Linked DNA regions of Pan troglodytes: all the other regions are linked to region 1. A link is a contact called in public HiChIP or PLAC-seq data. All regions are on one chromosome and are shown on one strand. The core of a region is the stretch at or near the end of the contact, and the rest is flanking DNA. Distances in the headings are between cores, read along the strand shown. Region 1 holds the start of RBM4B (RNA binding motif protein 4B). Region 2 holds the start of DPP3 (dipeptidyl peptidase 3). Region 3 holds the start of ACTN3 (actinin alpha 3).

Region 1 (4,738 bases), core at 1,299-3,798:
CTCATTCTGTTTTTTAGTTTTAATAGAGGACCCAAAAGTACTTCTTAACAACCCCTTTAATGACACTCAGGGCAAAAAAGGTGTTGACTTAGGAACCACAAAAGTGGCTATGAACATGAGGTCCAAGACGATACTGTTAACAAAACACTTGTAGAACAGTGCTATCCAAAAGAATGTTCTATGATGATGGAAATGTTCTGTGTCTCTATTAATACGGTAGCCACAGGCCTCATGACTACTGAGTGCTTGAAACGTGTCTGGTATACACTTGAAAAACTGAATTTTAAGTTTTATCTAATCTGTTAATTTCAATTTACTAAGCCGCATGTGGTTACCATATTAGCACAGTTCTAGAGTCTTCTGACAACCTCTTGTGGTATTAATGACAACATATGTACCTTTATTATCGGTATAAATAGTATGATATGCTCTACGATGCTTGTACTGAAATTTCTTCAGAAGCGGGACCATCATTCCCATTGAGTCTGATATATTTAGAAATTTCCTTTTCTGAGGGTGAAATAAACAGGTGGAGCAGAACACTCCATGGCATGTTTTTTTTGACTCTGCTTGAAGAGACTGCACAACTTTCATCAACAAAAAGATACTCCCGCAGATCCAGACTTGCCACCCAGATTTATAATATAGGGCTTCCTCTAGATGTCTTTTTTCTTCTTTCCCACCAGTATCCACCCAAAGCAGTAAAGAATATAAATCTTAAGCACTTAAACCCTCAAATATAAGGCTTCCTGATCATCACCAAAGAAGCAGGTAAGCCACGGACCTTTATCCTCCCTTCTCTCATGAGGTACTCGTTTCCCCAAGCAGATTACACTTCCAACAGCACTCGAATCAATGCAAGAATCCCGCAGGGTAAAGTAACCCACAGTTTGTGATTCTATGCAGTCGGTGAGCAACATCTTAGCAAACCTGAAAAGGGGAAGTGTTTGCTTCCCCAGGGGTAAATTATGCTTAAGAGCGGTAAACATAATCTATTATTTCCAGCTAAAACAGAATGGAAGAGACCACCCAGCAAGTTCTATAGTCTTGTGTTCTTGCCTGTTTTGAGCTAGACCCCACTCGGCGCTACTACCCAGGCCCAGAGCAGTTCACCTTGAAACTCTGTGTTGTCAAGGCCCCTGATGGCCTCCACTGCATCCTCTGCCCGCTCCATGTGTACGAAGGCATAATCTTTCACGATGTCACATTCGATGACCGGACCATACTCCTCAAACTTGGCCCGAAGCTCTTGGTTGGTACAAGTGGGGCTGATGTTACCCACGTGTAACTTGGTTGAAGCTTTGCTCTTATTCTTGCTGGCTTCCACGTTGATGTTCACCCCATGAAGCTTGTAATGGTGCAGGTTGCGTATGGCATCCTCAGCTGCCGTCTTGTCTTCTATGTGCACAAAGCCGTAATTCTTAATTATGTCACATTCCAGCACCTTCCCATACTGTTCGAAAAGAGAGCGAATCTCCTGCTCTGTGGCCTCCCGGGGAAGGTTTCCGATGAACAGCTTCACCATCCTGACAAGAGCCTGGGAGAGAAACACAAGACTTCAAAAGTCAGGGGTGTGGTGGGAAATTTCGGTGCACTGCAGCATTTTCGTCTAATCCTCCAAAGTTCTTGCACCTTCAAGACCCTCGTACAGACATTCATTATTCTTCCTCAATAGAAGAAGGGCGGTTTGTTCTCGAGAAGTGCGAGCTATGCGTGACATGCAAACAGGAGGTCGAGGGTCAGCAGGCATAGCCCAGTCTATCATCTCCGTGAAGTGGAGCGCAATGAAATACCAGAATTAGCTGCTTCATGTCTTAAAATGAGGAAAGGGAAAAGCCCAAGCAAAGGCAAGGGGCATCAATCGCAGTGCGCCTGGTAACAAGGTTTTGGAGGGAAATCTGTGTACCTCTCCTGCGCGCACTAGCGCCTTTCAAGATACTCTAAAAAGAAAAAAGTCCCCTTTCCCCCAAACCGGGGACCAACCACCTCGCCCACAGCGGCCCACCCTCCAGCTTCTTCGCCCCAACAAAGACTCGACCCGACCCCTGCCCCGCCTCCTTCCGGAGACCCGGCCCCGCCTCCTCCCGTTGTCTTCCCAGACCTCTCGCTGCAAAATGAGAAACCCAAATCCGGGCCGTGCAGTCTGCCGGAGGCCCGGCCCGACCCGCCCCCGAGCTCCCCACATCACACACACACGACCCCCTCGCACCTCCGGGTGGCGGCAGCGACGGCGGCTCCCACGTCAGAGAGAACCCTACAAAATGGCGACGGCCGCTCGAGCCTCGACGCGACCGGGCCCTTTCTCGCGCGCCAGCTCACGCACGCGCGAGTGCGCGCTGCTTCCCTCCCCTTCCCCTCGCGGGAGCCGAGTGACCAATCCCGAGGCTGCATACAAATGACCACGCAGCACGGGGGCGGGGCCTGTTGGTGGTGGCGCGGCGCCGCGGAGGTCAGCCCACCCCCAGCCCCAACCAGCCAGTCACCACCCTGGAAAGGGTCGCCACTGCTGCGTCAGAGGGGCTCTGAACGCAACCACTGCCTAGAAAAGCGGAGGCCTTGGGGAGTCACTCACCATCACAATGGGTCCTGCTCTTGGGCCCTTTGAGGGGGGCGGGGAGCTAACGACAGAGGAATCTCCCCGAGGGCCCTAAAAAGGGGCTTTTGTAGCGGGCTGGCCGGCTTCTGTGGCAGCTTGGGGCAACATTTCAAAAATACAGGTGCGCCACATTTTAAGCAAAACTAGTCATTGTTTTGTAGCGCTTTAAACATTAAAGTTTGTCATTGCAGAGGTGTTATTTATTGCTACGGAAACTGAGAACCAAGGGGCAGAAAGATAACCTGGCAGAACTGGGACAGACCTAAGAGGCATTGCTACCCAGGCTACGCTTAGTCATGTTTTGTTTGCTCGTGAGTATCCGTGGTCTGGTTCTCTCTCACTCATTGTGTGTCCATCACAGTCCGGGTCTGTGGTGAGCACACCAGAGGAATACTTGGTGGAGAGGCCCAGCGAGGTCCCTAGTTCTGGGTGGGACAGGGTCTCCTCGTACACACCAAGCTGGAAGTCTAGGCAACTGAGTTTCCCGACTGTCTAGCATTCAAAATTCAGCTGTGGTCCAAGGGCACCTCCTGGCGGTAAAAACAAGCTTAGGCGGGCCGGGTGCGGCGGCTCACGCCTATAATCCCAGCACTTTGGGAGGCCGAGGCGGGCGGATCACGAGTTCAGGAGTTCGACACCAGCTTGGCCAACATGGTGAAACCCCGTGTCTACTAAAAATACAAAAAATAGCCGGGCGTGGTGGCGGGCGCCTGTAATCCCAACTACTCGGGAGGCTGAGGCAGGAGAATCGTTGGAACCCGGGAGGCGGAGGTTGCAGTGAGCCGAGATGGCGTCACTGCACTCCAGCCTGGGTGACAGAGCAAGACTCGGTCTCAAAAAAAAAAAAAAAGTTTAGGCTGATTCCCCACTGTCACTTTCCAACAAAGAATAGCCTTTTATGGAGATTGATGGATTGGGTTTATCTCCTAGTAGAGCCTGCCAGGGAGGTTGTCAACCACCATTCCTCATTGTAGTGGCTCCATAATGGCTTCTCTGATACCATCTGGGACACATTCCCCAGGCTGCCCTCTTCCACCCCAGCTACTTGGATATGTTCTTTCCCTGAGTTCTTTTTGTTTCTCAGCCATTTCAGAAGAGGCACTGTCCTTCCAATTTTATTTTATTTTTATTTTTTGTTTAATTTTTTAAAGACGGAGTCTCACTGTGTCGCCCAGGCTGGAGGGCAGTGGTGCGATCTCGGCTTACTGCAACCTCCACCTCCTGCGTTCAAGCCATTTTCCTGCCTCAGCCTCCCGAGTAGCTGGGACTACAGGCGTGCGCTACCCCCCAGCTAATTTTTGTATTTTTAGTAGAGACAAGGTTTCACCGTGTTGGCCAGGCTGGTGTCGAACTCCCGACCTCAAGCGATCCGCTGGCCTTGGCATCCCAAAGTGTTGGGATTACAGGCGTGAGCCACCTCGCCCGGCCCTTAACTATTATTACTATTATTTTTGAGTCAGGGTGTCACTTTGTTGTCCAGGCTAGAGTGCAGTGGCACCATTATGGCTCACTGTAGCCTCGACCTCCCAGGCGCAAGTGATCTTCCTATCTTAGCCTCTGGAGCAGCTGGGACCACAGGTGTGGGCCACCCCATCCAGCTAATTAAAATTTTTTTTTTGTAGAGATGGGGGTCTCACTGTGTTGCCCAGGCTGGTCTCAAACTTCTGGGCTCAAGATGTTTCCACCACAGTCTCACAAAATGCTGGGATTCGGGTGTGAGCCACTGCACCCGGCTTATATGTGCTGCTAATTTAAAATAGCACTATCCTATGTTAATATTATCTAATGTTTATGCCCAAATTTCTCCTGGATTGTTACAAATGTCTTTTTACAGTTGATTTCTTCTAATCTGGACTTAAACATTGTACATTTGTATGCATTATGTAAATGGTGTGTTTTGAGTTGTATAGCTGACTGTGTCTTACTATTTTTCCACTAAGGGCTATGTCGCCGCATGATGTCTAACTAGCGAGTAACGCAGTCCTCTGTGGTGTACAGTCACATATTGTACCTGTTCATCTCTGGGCATAGGGCACTCAGCTTGCTTCCAGCTTTCTGTCATTATAAACAAGGCTGCAGTGAACATGCTTAAGTATGTGCCCTAATTCTGTGTGAGAATTTGGGGGGATATAAACCCAGAGG
Region 2 (4,738 bases), core at 880-3,379, 200 kb before region 1:
GGGAACATGCCTGGTGTGGAGGGGGGCAGCAAAAAGGAATGGGGGGTAGGGAAGGTTGCTGGGGCCTGGTGGGCCTTGATTGCCATGGAAGCCAAGCCTGAACTGGATTCCTATTCATCCTGGCCACAGGTGGGCGTGTTGCTGGGGTTGCCCCAGACCATTCCTGCAGGGAGTGAGCCAGGAAGACAGGTAGACGGCTGTTCTGGAGATGAAGAGAAGAAGGCTCTGAGTATAGGCCTGACCTGGGCATCGTCCCCAATAGATGACAGAGCCTAGGGAAGTACAGATTCCAAGGGGAGGGATGGACCTGACCAAGGCCACACAGCTGGTTGCGGCCAGGGAGATCAGACCTGGGCTATTGAGAAGACAGAGGGCACCCAAATGTGATGAGAGAAGGAGGAGGGTGTGATCAGATTCTTGCTTCCAGAGCATGGCACTGCTGCAGTGGGGGTGAAGGGGAGGGTGGGGATGCTGCAGGAGGTGTGGGAGCATTCCAACTTCTCTCCCCTCAACATACACACAACACACAAAGCACTCAAAATCCAACTCTTCCAAGTTCTCTCTTCTGACCCTGTTGGGAACCAGGCAGGGGAACATTCTGATCCCATTTCCAGTGGGGAACCTCAGACCCTAGGAGGAAAGACCAGCAAAGGGCACCACAGTAGATGATAGGGAGGATTCAGAGGTATTGGTGGAGGGGGTCAGACAGCCCTGGTCTTGTCCCAGCTCTGCCTTTGCCAGCTGTTAGAGCCTCAGTTTCCTCAGTGCTAAAGGGGATAACAGTCACTACCTCGCCAGGTGGTTGTGAATATACGGAGAGCACCTGTAACACAGTTGATTCGTAACTGTTGCTCCTCACCGACCCCTTTTGCATTCCCATGGGGAAGAGCCAAGGCTGGGGAGTTATGACTCCAGTGATAGACTGCTCCATGTGAGTGACTGTGTGTGTGTATCTCTATGTTGGGGCCAGGGACACCTGAACTGTGTGGTGTTATAGGAGTCGGCGAACCTCTTAGCCTCAGTTTCCCTATCTGTACAATGGGTAAAGTGATGATACCTCAGGATTTTTGCAAGAATTAAATGAGGTCCTCCATGCCAAACTGCTAGCAAGGGACCTCAGTACATGCTCATTTTATCTGTGATCATAAAAATGTGATCACGTAGCTGGTTGGGGGGTCCTGAGAGCACTGGGATCTTTTCCTTGCCTGAGCTGCCCCCTGCTGGGAGTGGGCAGCACTACCTCCCTTACCTGTGCACATTTCAACTTCACCTGTCAGCCAACTTTATACCCATTTTAAAGACAATGAAAACGGAGGCACAGGAAAGAAGAGGGGTGACTTTCCTAAGGACACCGACCAACTTGTTGAACTCCCCCATATAACAAGTAATCATCAAAGCTAACAGCTTGTAACACTGTTGTGTCAAGCAGGGCCTTGGGCACCTTTGTGGATGAGAAACTGATGTCTATGGTAAGCAGAGGCTGTCTGGCCTAGACACGGGCGTAGCAAGGAGACCGTGCGGGATTTCAGTACCCAAACGCCCCTCACCCTGCGCAACTGTAGGGAGCGGCACTGCAGTCAACACATCACAACTTACAATATCCCTTGGATTGGATTCAATTATTAGCCTGGTTTTCCGGTTCATAAAGCCAAGACTCCCAGACAGCCTCACTCCACCCCCTAGTCTGACCCTGGGCCCTCACCACTACTCCCCATTTGGCCTAGGCCCTTCCGCATGCCCCACCCAGACCGTGGTCCCGTGAGTCCGTCCAGACCTGTAAAAGTGGACCGCGGGCCCGCCTCTGCTCTGGACTCCCTTTCGGGGCCGCAGGAGGCTTTCTCATCCATCAGGCATCTGGCAAGCACCAGGAAACTGCCAGCCTGTTTGTGCTAAGGAAACTGAGGCTCGGGAATGTTTAGCGGCTCCTTCCAGGCCCGTGGCGGGTGGGTGGTGGTACAGTGAAGCAGTCGAGGCGTTTCTCCGCGCCCCTACACGGGTGGGACCACCTCAGCCCTGGCCCGATCCCACTCAACCGTAGCCCCGATTCCCGGCACCGAGAGCTTTGCAACTTCCAAGTCTCCACCCCCAGGTCCCGAGTCCCGAGAGGAAGGTGGAGCCACATTACTCCTATTGTGTAGGTTCCCACCTGCAAGAGTGATGTCGGGTCCTCTGAGGTGAAACCCCAAAGGAAAGCGGGATCGGGACTGGGGGAGGGGGATTCCCAAGTCCCTGACACCCGCGCCGTCTCGGCCTGGGCTTGGTGACCTCGTCAGTCCCGTCTGCCGGGACTAGGCCGCGGCCAGGCCGGGCACAGCGGTACCCGGTCCGGCGCGTGTGCGGCCTGCTGACAAAAGGCCGAGCCCGCAGGGCCAATCCGCGCGCCACCCCGTAGCGCCTGGGGGCGGGAGCGGGCGAGCCGAGAAGCTCGTCTTGGCGCGTCTATTGGCTGGTACTGACGCCCATCCGGACCCCGAGGCCAGGCAGTTGGCCAAGGGGGGCGGGGTTCGCAGAGCCCCAATGAATGGGGGAGCCGGAAGCAGGAAGTGAGTTTGCGAACGGAGAAGCTGCTGCAGGTGAGGCGCGGCGCCTGGGCTTTTGGGGTCAAAGCGTGTCATCCCGGGGGACCAAGGCGAATCCGTACTGAGCGCAAAATCGTTCCCTTTCTGCCCACTCTCCAGTACCCCCTCCAAATTCACCCCGCCCTCGAGGCCAAGGAGTGCTCCGGGGAGCAAAGAGTTAACAGCCCTTTCCGAACCTCGAGGCTGTGCTATTGGGGCGGGGCTTCTGGAGGCCGGGGCAGGGCGAGGAGGCTGGAAACTGTCCCAGCCGGGACGGGGCGTGGCGGGGAGAATGCCCCGGGTTGGGGAATCCCCGGGTTCCAACGGGGCTGTCAGACCTTCAGTAAATTGTTGGCTTTTCCAAGCCTCAGTTTCCCTATCTGTAAAATGGGTTTTCTTCTGGTTGTGAACTTCTGTGGTGGAGCACAGGGAGCGAGCAGGAGAATGGAGGACCAAGGAAAAGGCATTTAGAGGGATGAGAATGGGACAGTTTCAAGCAAAATCATTTATTGCTGTGGATACTTTCCGTCCAGGGCGACTTCATCTGATTAGCGCACCCACCTGGTAATATTGGGGTTATTCTCTCTTTTATAGAGGAGGAAACGGAGGCACAGAAAAGTGAAGCAATGGACTTGACTTTTAGGAGTCTGGGGCCGAGTCCTGGCTAAAGGCTGAGCCTTCCAGCTGGCGGCCTGGCACTTTATCCTTGTGAGCACAGTGGAAAGTGTAAAGAATTCTGAACAAAGGCCAGGCGCGGTGGCTCACGCCTGTAATCCCAGCACTTTGGGAGGCCAAGGCAAGCAGAGCGCTTGAGGCCAGGAGTTCGAGACCAGCCTGGACAAAATAGCGAGACCCCGTTTCTATCAAAAATACAAAAAATTAGCTGGGCATGGTGATGCACGCCTGTAGTCCCAACTACTTTGGAGGCTGAGGCAGGAGAATCGCTTGAACCCGGGAGGCGGAGGTTGCAGTGAGTCAAGATCATGCCACTGCACTCCAGCCTGGGCAACTAAGTGAGACTCCGTCTTAAAAAAAGAATACTGAACAAGGAAGCAGGGAGGGGCCTGGGCTGGGAGCCTAGAGATGAGGATCTCTGCTGCTGATGTCTCCATTGTGGGATTAGGCAAGGCTCTTAGCCTCTCTGAACCTCAGTTTCCCCATCTGTAATACTAGGTAGTTAGAGTCAATCAATTTTTTTTTTTTTTTGAGGTGGAGTCTCACTCTGTTGCCCAGGCTGGAGTGCAATGGTGTGGTCTCAGCTCACTGCAGCCTCCACCTCCTGGGTTCAAGTGATTCTCCTGCCTCAGCCTTCCCAGTAGCTGAGATTACAGGTGCCTGGCACCAAGCCTGGCTAATTTTTGTATTTTTAGTAGAAAGGAGGTTTCACCATGTTGGTCAGGCTGGTCTTGAACTCTTGACCTCAGGCGATCCACACACCTCGGCCTCCCAAAGTGCTGGGATTACAGGTGTGAGCCACCATGCCTGACCTTAGAGTCAATCTTTAAGGTTTAGGGACTACAGACCAAATATGGTCCACCAGTGTATTTTGTGACCCCTTGGGTGAGTCATCTCACCTTCTCTAAGCCTCAGTTAGCATATCTGGTGAATGGGTACAATAGTATTCCCTTCCACATGGGCTTTTGGGAGGATTAAATGCGATCATAAGAGTTCAGAGCCAGGTATGCAATTGGTATGGGGTAAACAACAGCTGTGATGACAGTGATGGTTCTCAGCAGGGCCCATGGCGGACACCCAGTACATCCTGCCCAATGACATCGGCGTGTCTAGCCTGGACTGCCGTGAGGCCTTCCGCCTGCTGTCACCCACAGAGCGCCTCTATGCCCACCACCTGTCCCGTGCCGCCTGGTACGGAGGCCTGGCTGTGCTGCTTCAGACCTCCCCTGAGGCCCCCTACATCTATGCTCTGCTCAGCCGCCTCTTCCGCGCCCAGGACCCCGACCAGCTGCGCCAACATGCCCTGGCTGAGGGCCTTACCGAGGAGGAGTATCAGGTCAGTTCTCTTGGGCCAACCCACATTACCTGAGTGGCTTCTGGGTGTGAAAGACCAGGATGCAAATGTCTGTCTCTTTCAAGGGGTAGGTGGAGGATTAGACCAAAGGTTACAAATTCAGGCACTTCCCCTCTCTGGAGCCTCAGTCTTCTCACCCGTAAAATATGCA
Region 3 (4,738 bases), core at 1,287-3,786, 130 kb before region 1:
GGACGCCGGCAGCATGAAGCAGCAGGCACAGGAAGGGCCGGTAGTTGCCGAAGCCCACGCAGCGGCCCAGCAGGCGGCAGTGGTGGTCCCGACGCAGGATGCAGACGCGGCAGGCAGAGCAGTGTCCGCTGCGTGGCGGCACCTGGCTTTGGCACTGGTAGCAGTAACTGCAGGAAGGAACCACAGCGTCAGTTCCCCCAGCAGCTCAGATGCCCCATATTGTGCACAGGGCTGCCCCAGAGCCCATCCTGCGGAAGTGGCAACAGCCATTTGCCCTGGCTAAGCCTCAATTTATTTACAAGTAAATGCAGGCTAAACAAGATGTCCCAGGCCCTTCTAGTTCTAGCACTACAGGTCTCAGGTCTCTTCCAGCCCTAACATCCCCAGTCCTGAGACCTTTCTCAAGCCACTGACATCCAGCAGCAAATCTCTCCCTTCCTCCACGGTCACCCCTTTGTCCAGGTCACTAGGAACTCTCTGGATTACTGCAATAGCCTCTTGACTGGTCTCCGATTCCACCTTTGCCCCACCTCGTACGGTCTCACCCCAGCAACCAAACTGACCCTCCTCTGCTTAAAACCCTCCTGTGGTTCTCCAATTTATTTCTAGTAAAAAGCAAAGCCTTCAGTGTCCTACAACATCCTTCTATCTGTGACATCTCTTCCCCTCTCTTACTGCACTCCAGCCACACTGGCCTTCTTGCTGTTCTGGGAACATACATGCTGGGTACACAACTGCCTCAGAGCCTTTGCACCACTTGTTACCTCTGCCCGGAACACCTTTCCCTCAGATTCCCACATGGCTAACCGCCCCCACGCCCTCCAAGTTTTTTGCTCAAATGCCTCCTTCTCTATGAGGTCTACCTTGACCACACATTTATGTATATTATTTTTAAAATTAATTTTAAAAAATTTTTAGGGACAGAGTCTCGCTACATTACCCAGGCTGGAGTGTAGTGGTTGTTCACAGGTGTGATCATAGCACACTACAGCCTCAGTCTCAGCGAAAGCCTCTGCCTGGCATAAAATGTGTGTGTAGAGCCTGTACCTGGTGTAATTTTTTTTTCTAATTATAAATTGACAAATTCCAGTTGTATATACTTATGGGATACCAAGTGATGTTATGATTTATCAGTACAGCTTGGAATAAATCAAGCTAATTAGGATAGCCATTACCTCAAACACTCATATTTTTGTGATGAGAATTTACCACCTGTTTATTTATGTATTTATGTATTTATTTATTTGAGATGGAGGGAGTCTCGCTCTGTCACCCAGGCTGGAGTGCAGTGGCTCGATCTCGGCTCACTGCAACCTCCGCCTCCCAGGTTCAAACAATTCTCTTGCCTCAGCCTCCCCAGTAGCTGAGATTACAGGCACGTGCCGCCATGCCCGACTAATTTTTTTATATTTTTAGTAGAGACGGGGTTTCACCACGTTGGCTAGGCTGGTAAACTTCTGACCTTAAGTGATCCGCCGGCCTCGGCCTCCCAAAGTGCTGGGATTACAGATGTGAGCCAACGCACTCGGCCTAACCACCTATTTAATATTGAAACTTGCAACCCCTTTACCCTGCTCTACTTCTTGTTTCCAAACTACTATCACCTTCTAGCATTCTATATGATTTGCTTATTATTCCTCTAGTTTCTCATCTGCACCCCCCTCAAATCAGGAATTTGTTCTATTGTACCCTTCGTCCCTGTAACAAAACCTTGCACCTAGTAGGCGCCCAATAAGTATTTGCGAGTGAATAAATAACACTCAATTCTAGCTCTTCCATCCCAGGTTCTAAACAAATTTCTGATTCTAACAACCTGGATCCTAATGTAACCTGGTTCTAACATCTCAGGTCTTGGGGCCCCTCCCCCCTGTCCAAGGCTCCCACTTCTCCCCGCCCGATCCCGCACCCCACTCACGCCCAGCCCTGGCCCAGACCGCGGCCGGCCAGCATCACGCCACGGATGCTGGGATCTGAGCGCAGGAAGAGCCCCACGTTGCCCAGCAGGTTGAGCAGCTGGAAGGCGGCCAGCGCCAGCTGCAAGGCCCGGGCCAGGGGTCCCAGCGGCGGCGGCCCGGGACCGAGCACCAGCACGTAAGCCAGCTCCAGGCCCACGGCCGCGGCCCACAGCGCGGTGAGCACGAGAGGCAGCTGCGCGGGCGCCCCGTCCGTGCTCCCAGACGCCCAGTGCTGCCCCATGGCCTGGACACCCAGCTGTCGGAGCCGGAGGACTAGGCCGCTTCCGTATTGGGGCGGAGATAGCGGCAGACGGACGTCTGCTACGGCCAATAGAAGCTCGGAAGGGGGTGCGGCGAACGCTCCGACTCTCAGGGAACGGCCGGCCCACGCGGCGAGTTGATCTGGCCAACGGACCAGCAGTGGAGGCGCTCGGAATCCCGCGGCGCTGGAGCCCGGATGACGCCGCGGAGTGATTGACCCGCCCACCCTGGAGGCCCCTCCCATCCCGTCGGAGCCCCGCCCGCTGGCGCTGGGGCCAGGAGTGCCCGGGGGATTGAGTTGCAGCCGGGGTGGTGTCGGGGTTTCCCGGCTCAGCACATTCTCCCCTACTCCCCACAGCCGCCCCGATATTAATAGCCCTGCCGCAGCCCATCCAGCTGGCTCAGAGCCGTTCCCCATGCCCGGGTGTCTCCATCACCCCAGAAAACTTGCAAAACAGCTCGGCGCCTCTGTGTTCCTGACTGTGAAATGGGGTTAGGGCTCTGTGTCCCACCAGCGAGGTGCTGGAAGAGGCTCACGAGGAGCTCCAGAGGGCAGCCTCTAGAGCGGCCCGCGGCCACTATTATTATCGGCCTTTCTATTGTGGAGAGGAGGAAACAGACTCAGAGAGGTCCCGTGGATTTCTCAAGGTCACACAGCGCCCCAGCAGCGGAGCAGGAATGCAAACCCAGGATCTCCGCCGCGAGATCCACCCCGGCGCCCCCGAGTCCCGCAGTTCCCGGCTTCAGGACAACCCCTTGCCAGGTCCAACCCGAGCTCCTTCACCCCCATCCGGCCCCTCCCTCCTCCCCCATATTTAGTGCGAATTCGATCTGGGGCTGGGCTGGGCCCTACTTAATGGGGCCCGGGTGTCCGAGAGCGTGCCGAGCGGAGCGAAGCCAGGAGCCCGATCGAGATGATGATGGTTATGCAGCCCGAGGGTCTGGGGGCCGGGGAGGGGCGCTTCGCGGGCGGCGGCGGGGGCGGCGAGTACATGGAACAGGAGGAGGACTGGGACCGCGACCTGCTGCTGGACCCGGCCTGGGAGAAGCAGCAGCGGAAAGTGAGTGCTCGCCCATTTCCTGACAGCAAAACCGAGGCCTGAGAGGCCGGGCTGTTTGTCCTGGGCATCTCAGCAGTGCAGGGGCAGAGCTTGTCTTTAACCTAGAGTGCTAATCCCCAGCCCAGGCTCTGCCCATCAGCTGCCTGCTGTCCCCAGGGCTGGAGGAGAGGGCTGGGAGCCCTCAAGAGGGGTTTAAAATGACAAGAGAGTTTCTGGGCTCCCCACCCCCACCAGGGTTCATTCCCCTGGGCCCACTGCCCCACTTCTGCTGCTGAAAACAGGCTGGGCAAACCCCAGGAGATCCAAGTTAGGGGGTTCAGAAAGAAGAATCTTCTTCTAGTTAAATATTCCCAGACCCCACCCTGAAGGCTTGCAGTCAGGCAACTAGTGGACTTGGGAGTGTGGGGGTGGTGAGAAGGGTCCTCTCAGACCCCACCCCACCTCGTCTCCAGGGTGGGGTCCATAGTCGCTGTATCTCATTTAACAATTGAAGAAACTGAAGCCCAGAAAGAGCACAGACAGGCCCCACATCACAGACTGTCAGACATCAGGACCTCCGCAACCTGAGGATCTTTACCCTTTTCCCTACCCCCATTCTTTCCCAAGATACCCCAGGCATGGGGCCCTGAGTCTGCTGAAAAGGCCATAGGTCGGGGAGGAGGGGAGACTTGGGTCCCCTTACACTGTAACCTGACTCTCCAGCCAGATGGACACTTAGTGCTGAGGCAGCACCTCGGGGGCGCCAAAGAGGGGCACAGGGGCAGCTGCTACCCAGGCCCAGCCCGTTGGGCACTCAGGGCCCCTCCCTCCCTGAGCTATTTTCACTCCCAGACTTTCCCAAGTAGAGGGGGCAGGACACCTGGGTTCCCAAAGGGAAAATGATCCAGGCCAGAGGGAGAATACTTTGGAGAGTGGCAGGCCAGGGGTAACCAGGAGGGCACTATGAGGCCATTGGACCCTGCTCAGCGTGTGCCAACACTGTATGACTCCAGGAGAGGGCAGGGTACTGGGGTACTCAGTGGAATTTAAATGATCTGAGAGTCCCAGAATTTAGAATCAGAGTACTTCTGCTGGGTTAGATGACAGGAGATGACCCCAAGGGCCGAGAGGCTCCGCTGACTCGGCTGGGGTGCCCCGGGTGACAGGCCTCCCCTTAGGCTCCCCCTGCACCTGTCTCCAAGCACGGCTGCAGTCCCAGGTTTGGCAATTTCCCGGTGGTGTCATCCCTGTCCTTGGCTCCAGCTGCCACCTGTTCTGCAACATCTCCTATCCCTACCCCCACCCACCCGGGCCTCTCCGAGATCCAGGTCTGCGTGCCCCCCATATGACACGTGCCAGTCTGTAACTTGCCTTTGTCACCTAACAAATTATCGGGAACATCTGTTCATCCCAACTTGCAGTCACCATCTCATCATCTACTCATTCAATGGCTGCACAGCATAGAGGATCTGAAAATCAATC

The links. HiChIP or PLAC-seq counts read pairs in DNA pulled down with a chosen protein or histone mark.
Region 2: a contact with region 1 is called in an H3K4me3 HiChIP or PLAC-seq map of stem cell-derived excitatory neurons, with 4 times the contacts expected there. The contact joins the promoter of DPP3 here to the promoter of RBM4B in region 1. A contact is called at or near these places in 1 of 7 Hi-C or Micro-C datasets (stem cell-derived neural progenitor cells) and 1 of 1 datasets of contacts at active chromatin or transcription factors (stem cell-derived excitatory neurons).
Region 3: a contact with region 1 is called in an H3K4me3 HiChIP or PLAC-seq map of stem cell-derived excitatory neurons, with 8 times the contacts expected there. The contact joins the promoter of ACTN3 here to the promoter of RBM4B in region 1. A contact is called at or near these places in 1 of 7 Hi-C or Micro-C datasets (stem cell-derived neural progenitor cells) and 1 of 1 datasets of contacts at active chromatin or transcription factors (stem cell-derived excitatory neurons).

The regions. Positions count from the first base shown.
Region 1 is chr9:68,998,079-69,002,816 of NHGRI_mPanTro3-v2.0_pri, forward strand. RBM4B (RNA binding motif protein 4B) reads right to left here and starts at 2,549. Exons shown (of 4, transcript XM_508578.9): 1 at 2,210-2,549; 2 at 1,114-1,537. The coding sequence starts at 1,525.
Region 2 is chr9:68,801,427-68,806,164 of NHGRI_mPanTro3-v2.0_pri, forward strand. DPP3 (dipeptidyl peptidase 3) reads left to right here and starts at 2,130. Exons shown (of 18, transcript XM_016921303.4): 1 at 2,130-2,573; 2 at 4,295-4,569. The coding sequence starts at 2,522. LOC107967123 (a long non-coding RNA gene) reads right to left here and starts at 2,286. Exons shown (of 2, transcript XR_001707372.4): 1 at 2,147-2,286.
Region 3 is chr9:68,867,935-68,872,672 of NHGRI_mPanTro3-v2.0_pri, forward strand. It overlaps ACTN3 (actinin alpha 3), which reads left to right and starts at 2,537. Exons shown (of 21, transcript XM_016921306.3): 1 at 2,537-3,277. The coding sequence starts at 3,131. It overlaps ZDHHC24 (zinc finger DHHC-type containing 24), which reads right to left and starts at 2,393. Exons shown (of 5, transcript XR_008537851.2): 1 at 1,916-2,393; 2 at 1-167.